Linked DNA regions of Triticum aestivum: region 2 is linked to region 1. Evidence: chromatin contacts called from public Hi-C data. All regions are on one chromosome and are shown on one strand. The core of a region is the stretch at or near the end of the contact, and the rest is flanking DNA. Distances in the headings are between cores, read along the strand shown. Region 1 holds the start of LOC123097988 (mitogen-activated protein kinase kinase kinase 1). Region 2 holds the start of LOC123097991 (phosphatidylinositol 4-phosphate 5-kinase 2).

Region 1 (5,326 bases), core at 908-3,407:
CTCATGTTCAAACTGACTCAAGAGTGCAATTTCCTGAAAAGTAGAATGGAAGTTAATAAGAGGCCAAATTACAGAATACACCATTGAACATAGAAGGAAAGAAGTCGTAAAAGACAAGGTCTCCGATATTATCAATAACACAAACAACCAGCTAAACCAACCTGCTCAAGTTGGAAAATACACTGCTGTGCGTTGCTCCCTTGATCATGTAAGGACACTTCTTTGACAGCAAAAAAGACACCCTCGCTGTGAAGCATCAATCATTATACCATAAGATGCAGAAGTAGAACAGCATGTAGGAGACTTATAACAGAAAAACATAAGAGCAGCCTAATAAAGGAACAATAGATGCTGCAGTCCTTCATGTCCGGAAGCTGAATATCCATTTTATTACGAATACCACATAATTCAGAACAGGAACTGATGCAGTGCAATATTTTGGCACAACAAATTATCATATTCCCCTGTATTCTAGAGAACTTGGTTCGGAACTGGGTAGCACTCTGACTCTAGCTAATTCTAGTTGACCACAACTCAGGATTATGTTGAAGATGAAACCATGAAGATGATTCAATTACTATTTACTACTCCCTCCGTCCCAAAATAAGTGTCTTAACCCTAGTATAACTTTGTACTAACTTTAGTACAAAGTTGAGACGCTCATTTTGGGACGGAGGAAGTACTAGGCTAGGCATCTGTATTTTGCTACACAATACAGAGGATCACTCTACACAACTCAGGTTGATCAAGGCTTCTGGATATACCCTAGCCCTAGGTTATCTTGGAACGAACATAGCAAGTTGAGCTCTTAAGCTTAAGCATAACGTTAACAACCAGCATATAAGGAACTAATTTTCCCCTGAAAAGTGAAGAGAACTTACTCGCTGATCCCCTCATAGACCGTCCCAAAGGAGCCACTCCCCAAGAGCACACCTCGACTCCACGACCGGATCTTCCTCTTAAACCTCCCGTTGGGCGAGATGTAGAACATAGACTCGGTTGTCTCATCGTCGTTTGTCGTGGATATCGAGGACGTGCCTGTGAATTCCTCGGAGCTCTCCCCCAGCCTGAGATCTTCCAACGTCAACACTTCCGCCGCATCCTCGTCCTCCTCGGCATCCGGGTCTCCAAAATCAGGAACAGATCTGATTGCCTGTGGTTGCCCTTGCTCCTCTGGCGCGAAAGACAGCAGGAGATCCCACGTGGAACCAACCTGGGCGGCGGGCGGCAGCGCCATCGACGGCGGTGGCTTGAGCATCACCGGCGGAGGGCGCACGCCCTTAATCCCTCCATCGCAGCCTGGTTTCCTCACATCGGGACGGGCTGGCTCTGGCGGATCCAACCATGCCGGCCGCACTGGCGCCTCAACCGGCGCGTCCCTGGCAGTTTCCTTGGCAGGGAGCTCGAAATCAGCGGCCGCGGGCAAGGCCGGGTCCTCGGCGGCCTCGTGGCGGAGCGGGGACTCCCGAACGGCGCGGTCGGGCTGCGAGCGCGCGGAAGGGGAGCTGGAGGCGGAGGAGCGGAAGGCCTTGTGCGCCTCCCAGTCGGTGAGGGAGATGGCAAAGTCCTCGGGGCCGGAGAGGCCGAGGTTGCGGCAGAGGAGCTGGACGTCGCCGCCGCCGTCGCCGCTGCCGCCGATGCGGAAGCTGCTGAGGTCGACGGAGCAGGCGGCGGAGCTGGCGAGCGAGGGCGCGGCGGAGGCCGAGGCCGAGGAGGCCCGGGACGGGGACGGCGGGTAGCTGCAGAAGAGCTTGGCGGGGTCGTACTCGTAGCCGATGTTCTTGGACGCGTTGCGGCGGTCGAGCCGCGGGCCGCGCTTGGACGAGCGGCACGAGCCGGACGGCGAGGTGGACGACGCGGTGTCCTGGGACGGCCGGCCCATCAGCGGCGCCTGCTCATGGGGTGCGGCGGCGCTCCAGGACGGGCGGGAGGAAGGGGGGAAAGGCGAGGAGGGGAGGAGATGAGGGCTCTCTGGCTGGCTTTGGGAGTGGGGCAGGAGAGGAGACGGCAAGGCGAGCGAGGTGCGGATATTTTTTTCGGCCGCGAGGTTGGGTTTTTTTGGTGGGCGAGGTGGGAGTGGGAGGGGAGACGGGTGCGTTGTCGCATTGACTCGCGCCTTTCGGCTTTGTGGTGGCGCCCGGTGGCCGTGGGGTGGGTCGCGAGGGCACTCGCGGCGCGGAGCTTCGCCGCAGTCGCCGGCTGGCCGGCTGGCAGCGGGGCGGAAGCGCCTTTTGGTCGCCGGGGAGCAAGGCGGTTACTTTGGAATGGGATGGAATGGGTGCGATGCTGGCGTGTGGGCGGACGTGTGACCCTGGGCTGAACCGTCGTCGGGTTGGCGTGTGTGCCTGCTTGCTGCTCTTGCCAAGTCAGCACACGGTAACCAGCGTACTTCTACTATCTTTGTTTGAGATATATAAAATGAACCCATGTCGAGTGCATGGCTAATCACGCAGGCAGCATCATGTCCCAAGAAACATACGATAAATTGTCTGGTGTCACGAAATCGAACGACCCTCGCGTGTATCTTTCGGGCTCTCTGCCACTGCAAAGTGCGGCACTCTTTAATTAATATGAAAGCTCATGTGCATGGCTGATGGCTCAATGACGACACCGAAAGCATAAATGACACCCATACACATTCTTTGATTCACTGTTGACTCTGCACGACACGCCTAGATGAGGTTGAGGTTTACGTAAATGCGGACAAAAACTACGGGCATCTTTAATGGTAACCCGCAAATTTCCTTCCTCATCCATCCGCGGGCAGGGGATCAGTCCGCAGACACGGATGTGGGAGACAGTCATCCAACCGTAGCCGCATATATTTTCACAACAACTCGAACCAACCGGGCGAAATTTGATCAAACCGGACGAATTTTGATATAAACACGGCGGATTTCGTTGAAAGTAGGATAATTTTGTACATAAAACCGGACGATATTTCGTTCGGTGAACTAAAAACCCTAAACTATCCTATACTTCACGGTGACCTCGTAGGTCATGCCGTGCTGGCCGGCGACTCCTTCTCCGTCATCGTTGCGCGACCCGGCATCGGAGTCGTCGTCGGGTTTGGGGCGGCGGAAGGTGGAGACATCGCGGCAGGGCTTCTCGGCGGCCGCCTGACGCTCGGATGATCCTCTCCGCCCTCTCTTGCACAATGCGCAGTGCGGACACGGCCACCGAGGACGTGGGCTGTGGGAGAGGGCGCGGTCGTTGGAGGCATTGCCCTTGGCAGCGGTGGCGATCTTGGGGAGGGACCATTCCTCACCGTACCTGCCCATCTCCCCGTCAGGGCAGCGGAAATGGCGCTTGGCCGTCTCCGACGTCGTCACGAATCGGTCCAGGGCCCAGGCGTATGCCAGGTCCGGGTCCGCCGCGATGTGTGGCGACGGGACGTCCGAGTCCGTGAACTTGGATCGGCGCCCAATGTTGCGGCTGCCCCGCTGGCGCTGCTCCCGATCAGCGTACTCCTGCGCCGTCATAGCGCTCCGGGACGATGATGAGGAGTCGCCGCTATGGATGTAGTGCAGAATGTGCCAACGCGCCTTGGGCAGGGCGGCCGCGAGCGGCGCTCCTCCTTGACACGCCGCGGCAGCGGCGAGAGCCGCTCTTCCTTGATGCGGCGTCCGATTTGGACGCCGCAGCTGCGCGGCGGCGGAGAGCGTGGAGGGGATGACGGCTTCAGCTTCATGGGGAGGAGTACCCCGGTGGCGAAGCCGGGCTGTTGGTGTGGACGACGGAGCGACGGAGCATCAGCTCCATCTGCTCCTCGAACTCCGTGTCCGTGCCGGTGTAGACCCGGCCCGACACCGCCGACGCGGACTGCGGCAGCGGCGGCTGCTGGTCCTCCTCGTCGCCGGAGGAGATGATGATCTCCGCCCGCGTCGAGTCGCTGCCAGCCGACGAGGACGACGGCCCCGGAGTTCGAGGGCGGCGTCTCCACGAGCCGCTAGATCCCTCCTGGAACCGCCTGCCGGAGCCGACGCCCATGACTTGCCCATCGCCGAAGATGTGGAGGGAGATGGGCGGGGAGGGGAGGAGGAGGATGCGATGTGGACGGCGCCGGAGCGCGGCTTAAATAGCCGCGGCCAGGCCATGTGAAGGGCCGGTCAGCTGCTTCAATGCGGCGCAGCAGCCGGAGTTGGTTCCTCGGGAACCTGCGTCCACATTGAAGCAGCGGCTGCTGAGAGGTCACGTCGGTTAGCGCCGCCATCCCTCCCTCCGGTCACATCGTGGCAGCAATGCTGGCCTCCGCGTGCTCTGGGTCGGCAAGAATGCGGTGCGGTAAGCGGCGCGTGCATCGGAATGAAAGCGCGGGAGGGGCGGGTGACCGGTTTTTGGTGGGCCAGGGCGGTCAGAAGCGGGCTTGGGAGCGGTCCGGACTCCAGCAAACCTCCCCCACTTTTATCTCATTTTGCGGGAGAAATCGTGTCCGGACCGCACCGCAGACTAATATAGGTTGGTGTTGGATGGCTTCCGCGGTCCGGATGGTTACGGGAGGTTTACGGGTCCGCCTTGGAGATGCCCTAATGGCTTCGGAAAGACAAAAACACGCCCACGACCCTTCTTCCACATGCGACTCGGGTGGCGCCGGCCCTCCCCCACCATCGTCCCCTCCTCTCCGCCCTCTCCCTCGCCATCGTCGGCGCCCTCCTCTGGGCAAATCCAGAGGAAACCAGGAGAATATCACATGGAAACTGGTGAAAACCCCATGGAAAAGATGTTTTGAAGTTTCAATAAATCTAAAATAATACGGAATGTTAAGAGGGTAATGATTTTTTTCCATACGAAATTTCAAGTTCAAACACATTATGGGATGTGAGCAATGAGATAACAAAATCAACATTGAATAGTGCCAAACAGTAATATCACTATTCATTATTGAATTTGTTTTTTTTCATAGCACATCTCGTAATGTGTTTCAACTTGGAATTTCGCATGGCAATAAAACATCACTCTCTTAACATCCCGTATTTTTTAGTCTTTTTTGGAACTTTCAAATGTGGTTTCCATGAAGTTTCTTTGAATGTTGGTTTCCATGAGATATTCTCCCGAGGAAGCCGGCATTGGCGAGCCCCGCTCCATGATCTGGGGAGCTCACATCGGCTGCTGGTGGCTGCTTGTGCAAAACCGCTCGGGCGTCGTGTTAGCCGTGTGGCGGGTCGCCGAGAGGTGCCAAGGCTGTGCGACGGTGGCTGCTTACACGCCGGTTCGGGTGGCTCAGATCAGGGCGGCTCCCAATTTGTTGCTCCACCTCTGGAAATGGCCTCCTAGGGCCGATGACGGCGCAACTGTTCTCATCCCCTGCGAGACGACATGGAGGCGA
Region 2 (5,326 bases), core at 1,217-3,716, 400 kb before region 1:
TTGTGCCATCACCGCCGCGCGCTTTTGGTCTGCGAAGTGGGTGTGACGGAGGAGGCGGGGAATTTTTTGCGAACGAATGGCTCTGGTGCCAGATTGTAAGATCTATCTACCTCGATCTACAAATTCATGGAGTTCAACAACAAATTCGAGCTACAATTCAATTGGAGAGGAGGAAGGGGATAAGCTTTCTCACACACACACACGCCTCAGATGGCACCCATGCCAAGTCACGGCCTCCAGCCGTTCTGTTCCTCCTGTCCAACACACACACCCCAACTAAGTAATTAAGAGCTAGTACGGACCATAGACCATTCTAGCTAGTCAAGCCAGCAGGCGAGACTTGTGGATGAGCCTGCCGTTTGAATCCTTCTTGACAGAAACATAAGGGAAGTTCATCAAAAAAGATATCTCTTCACCGCCCCCCTCGCGTCGCCTCCGTGAGGCGACCGAGAGGGCGACCATATCCTCCGCGCAAGCTCCCCCTCATCCTCTCCCCTGGTTCACCGCCACCACAGGGCATGGCCGGGAAAAGCCCGACCGGTGCCGCCGCGGCGGGGCCCTAGCGTCCTCCCACGCGACGGAGGCACCGGAGGCGTGCTCCCTCGAGCTGGAGTGTGGCACGACGGTGGGCGCAACGGCGAGCGGGCGTGGTGGCTGCGCGCGGTGATAGCGGCGCCGCGCTGGCTTGTGTTGCGTGGCGGGCATCAACGATGGCGGGGCATGCCTGGGCTACGATGGCCGGATCTGGTCGTCAGGCGACACGGGGTGCAGCGGCGTGGGTTGGAGGTCATCGCCCGGCCGACTGGCGACGGCGGGTCCTACTTGCGGGTGGTCCTCTCTTTGGTCATAGTGGGTGTGGACGGCAGTGCGGGCTGGTCCAGATCCGACGGTGCAGCATCCGTGGTCTGGTTGGTGGCGCGGGGCGGCCCCCTGACTAGGGTTTGTGCTCGTGCGGGCCAGATTTGGGACCGAGGCGGATCGGGGTCTTCTCCGGGTAGGTGAGGTTTGGGCTCGGCCCGGGATGTACCAGTGAGTGTTGTCCTCGCGGGTGCGGTGTGCTGTGGTGGTGGTCCTGACACTGCGTACTCATCATGCCGTGTGGCACCGATGCTCTCGGATTTGGCGTTGTGCAAGATCGGCTTGGCGGCAGCCGTTGGCAGTCCTTCGGTCGTGTCCCCAGGTCCACCAGGACTGGCTGGGGATACAGGCGTCGGCGCCTTCTACGGTGGAGGTGCTGACCTAGATCCGGGGACTGATGCCGAGCTAGGTGTGGAAGGACGGCCTTGTACCCTACCTGCCGGGGTTGGTGTGCCGTGTGGTGGATGGGTGGCGGGGTCTTGGGCCAGGGATGCCGGGACGGCGACCCCGGACGGCGGTCCCATGTTTGGCTCTCCGGCGGGCCTCGTGGCGGTGGTGGTGGCTTTTCTTCTTGGTCGTGTGGGCAGCAAGAGGTCTAGCGGCTGATGGCTCGGGCACGTCATTGTTGGCGGTGCCCGAATCCGGATCTGGGAGTCGGAACACGTCGCGTATGTCCTGGGTACCTCCGTGTGACATGGATGAGTTGCCGAGCGAAAGCTCTGCGCTTTGGCATGGCGACACTTGCGGGCGCCGCTATCTTCCTGAAGACGTCATTGTGGTTCTCGTCTCTATGTCCGGGCTCCGGGTGAAGACCTTATCCATTCTGGACTCGGCTGCGGCGATGCTCTGCGCCATTCTCCCTCCTGAGGGCGTTGTCACGGAGCCTAGGTGTGCTAGGGCGTGGCTTGACGTTGACCTCCCCTTGTTCTTCTTTGGTAGCATAGTCTCTGTGTAGTACCGAGATCCCAGGATCTGCTTTGTAAGAGGGCTATCTCTCCACTTTGTATCGTTCGGCCGTGTACTTTGGTTGTTGCTTTCTCTATAAAGCGGGGCGCGAGCCTGAGCCTGTTTCGAGGTTTGAATCCTTCTTCATTTCCCGCTCTGCAACAAGTTGCTCTAATCGACAGGACTCCATTTTCTTCGTTCTTGTCACAGCATAACATCGTTAGCAAAAATTATAAAAATATTTTTACGAAAATACCACCTGGCGAACATTCTCTGGGAAGGGGTGTCAAGTGGACTTTTAAAGGCATTTTTAGATGGTATAGGAGATGGCAAATTCTGTCCATTTTTTCGCAAACTTTCCTTCTTTCCAAAAGCTATCATGCGTCTCGGAAGAACTGTCATGGTCTATCAAGAAAACACCGGGACAAAACATTCAAAAATGTTTCCAACAAACGTTCTCTGGCTAGTGCGGTCCATATTTTTTAACTTCCCACCGACGAATTGCATTTTCTTCTTCTTTGATTTTTGTTTACACGCATGGAGCTAACGAAAAATGTATCCGAGGCACCATGCGGGCGAGACGACTCACGTGGCGCGCGACCGAGCGGGAGCGCTTTTTAAGTTGCGGCTCCGCGACTGCTAGTCATCCATGCTCCCGCTGCTCACTCCGCTAGTCCGCCTGACATCGCTTCCTGTGCCAAAGCCGACGCCTACAAAAGCAACAAGAAAAAGCTAAAGTAAAACCGTCCCACGGCCTCCCCCTTCCTTCCTTCGGCTCCTCCGCCTATCACGCCGACCCCAACTCCCCTCGTCCCATCTCAACCCCTTCCCTCAAATGAGATACCTCGTACTACCACAACTATAGTAGTATAGGAGGACTCGATCTGCCCACCGCCAGCTAGACCTTGGAATCGAGGAGCGAGCCGATCATGCCGCCGCAAGCCGCCGCCGCCTCGCCGCAGGGAGACTGCTGCCGCCACGGCCAGCTCCCCCGCTGGCACGGCGACGCCGGCGCCGAGGCGCTGCCCTTCTACGTGCCGCTGCGCAAGCGCCTCTCCGTGGACGGCAAGTCCCCGGCGCCGCGGATATGCATCTGGGAGTGCGACGGCGAGGCCGGCGACATCACCTGCGACATCGTCGCCGCGCCCTTCCGCCGCAGCTGCAGCGCCAGGATGACGATGCAGCCGCCGGCCCCCTTCTTCCGGACGATGACCCCGCCGCCGCCGAGGCCGCAGAGGGTGCTGGAGGAGGAGGAGGAGCAGCAGGAGGCCAGGAGGCCCGGGAAGGCCATCCGCAAGGGCCACCGGAGCTACGGCCTCATGCTCAACCTGCAGCTCGGCATAAGGCAATGCCAATTAACGCCCGCCCCCTGCCGCATTTTCCCTACTACTGCTACTACTTTTGTTTTAACCTCATTTTTCCTACTCCTCCATACACTTTGTAACATTGATTGTTGGCATGGACTTACTTATGGTGCAGTTACTCGGTGGGGAAGTCGTCGGCGCTGCCGTTCAAGAAGCTCTTGGCATCGGACTTCGACCCGCGGGAGAAGGTCTGGACGCGGTTCCCGCCGGAAGGCTCCAAGCTCACGCCGCCGCATCACTCAATCGATTTCCGGTGGAAGGACTACTGCCCTGCCGTCTTCAGGTGTACTGCCTTGCTTGCTGTTCTTGGCCTCGAGTTGAATTGCCATGTGTTGGATCTGTTAGGAATATGACAGGATCGTGGGGGATGTGGTTCTTGTGCATGAGTGGTGTATTGACTACTGTTGGGTGATGCCTTCAGGCACCTGAGGAAATTGTTTGGGGTTGACCCTGCGGACTACATGCTTGCAATCTGTGGCAACGACACGCTCCGGGAGCTGGCGTCCCCCGGGAAGAGCGGGAGCTGCTTCTTCATCACCCAGGATGATCGGTTCATGATTAAAACCGTGAAGAAGGCTGAAGTGAAGGTCAGTGAGCGATTTTCTTATTCAGTTATTCTGCTTTGATATAATAAGGCAGAGGGACGTGTATCCATCGAAATGAAGTTTGGACAAGTGAGTTATCATCTGGCAGCAGTATCACATTGTAATGTGCCTTCAAAATACACGTTGAGTCATTCATGTTTCTTAAATAATTTGGGTGCAACATTGCTCTTTTCTTAACGAAAGGAGTTCAAATTCGTGCTTGTTTCAGATTCCAGGTTCAGATTTTTTTTCTGGAAAATATTGCAGTACTAATTGGCGATTTCAGCGTCGACTAAATATAATCTTGGTTCATAGGTTCTTATTAGGATGTTGCGGAGTTACTATGAACACGTTCGTCTGCATAAGTCCACCTTGTTGACAAGATTCTATGGCACGCATTGCATTAAGCAAGTTGGATGTCCCAAGGTAAGCAATAATCATGTGAAGATACATAACTCACTCCATTCCTGTAGCTACTTCTGAGTGCAATTTATTTGGCCTTGACCTTATGTCAATCTATACAACCATAGGTCCGGTTCGTTATAATGGGCAATTTTTGCTGCTCGGAGTATAAGATTCACAGGCGTTTTGATTTGAAAGGTTCCTCACATGGTCGGACTATCGACAAAACGGAGCGAAAGATTGACGAAACCACTACTCTGAAGGACCTCGATCTTGATTATGCATTTCGGCTGCAAAGATTTTGGTACGAGGAACTTATGAAGTGAGTTCCCCACTATGTTAACTACATTCAATGCAATTTCATGAGAACTATAAGACCGATCCTAAGTCTGACTCTTCAATGTAACATAGGCAAATTCAGATGGACTGCGTATTCTTAGAGACACAAGGAATTATGGACTACAGCCTACTGTTAGGAGTTCACTTTCGTAATGATTTGTCTGTGTCTAAGATAGGCCTCTCTCAGCCCATGGCTCTGCCAAGTAAGTTAAAATCATGGGTATTTGTTCATCTTTACACACCATGAATTATGATTTTACATACAGTTTTTCCCCTGGCCTGATAATTTACCAGATTTCATCTAATCTTAACTATCAGAATCTACTGGCAAAAGAAAATCATTTGAAGGCGGAGGCAATTTTTGTGAGCAATGCTTTATGGAAACAGGATGCAAAGAGAGGGATTTGATCACAGAATCCCGGTAAGCTATAAATTGCCACTCTTGCCATTCATAAGCAACCTATTGTTGAAATTCTGAAACAACCGAAATACCTAGCCAGGAGATTTCAGCAGTCAAGCTATTTTGATAAATTGGGTACCATGCCATGCATATATGGGATGCTTTTTCAGTAACGTTGACATCTAGTGCACATTCCTACTTTAGTTCCCAGACATAATGCTTCTCCACTAGGGTAAAGCAATACTTTCATGTCGTGTTTTTCTAAGCTATTTTTGTGCTCCCATCATGATCCTATACTTTGCTGCCCCCTTTGTTCCAAACCACATAGAGCACCATGGGGCCTTGCATGTTTGTTTAAGTCAAATGTCTGCAGCAAAGAGAACGGATAGGATGCCTGCAACTTTTCTTCAAGGGGAAATATATGTGCAACTTTA

The links. A called contact is a pair of places that touch in the nucleus more often than the background predicts.
Region 2: a contact with region 1 is called in a Hi-C map of leaf, with 4 times the contacts expected there. The contact joins the promoter of LOC123097991 here to the promoter of LOC123097988 in region 1. A contact is called at or near these places in 2 of 5 Hi-C or Micro-C datasets (both in leaf).

The regions. Positions count from the first base shown.
Region 1 is chr4D:371,757,330-371,762,655 of IWGSC CS RefSeq v2.1, reverse strand. It overlaps LOC123097988 (mitogen-activated protein kinase kinase kinase 1), which reads right to left and starts at 2,157. Exons shown (of 9, transcript XR_006447610.1): 1 at 882-2,157; 2 at 162-246; 3 at 1-33.
Region 2 is chr4D:372,155,806-372,161,131 of IWGSC CS RefSeq v2.1, reverse strand. LOC123097991 (phosphatidylinositol 4-phosphate 5-kinase 2) reads left to right here and starts at 2,466. Exons shown (of 8, transcript XM_044519859.1): 1 at 2,466-3,148; 2 at 3,283-3,450; 3 at 3,589-3,754; 4 at 4,067-4,177; 5 at 4,282-4,475; 6 at 4,565-4,695; 7 at 4,811-4,913. The coding sequence starts at 2,733.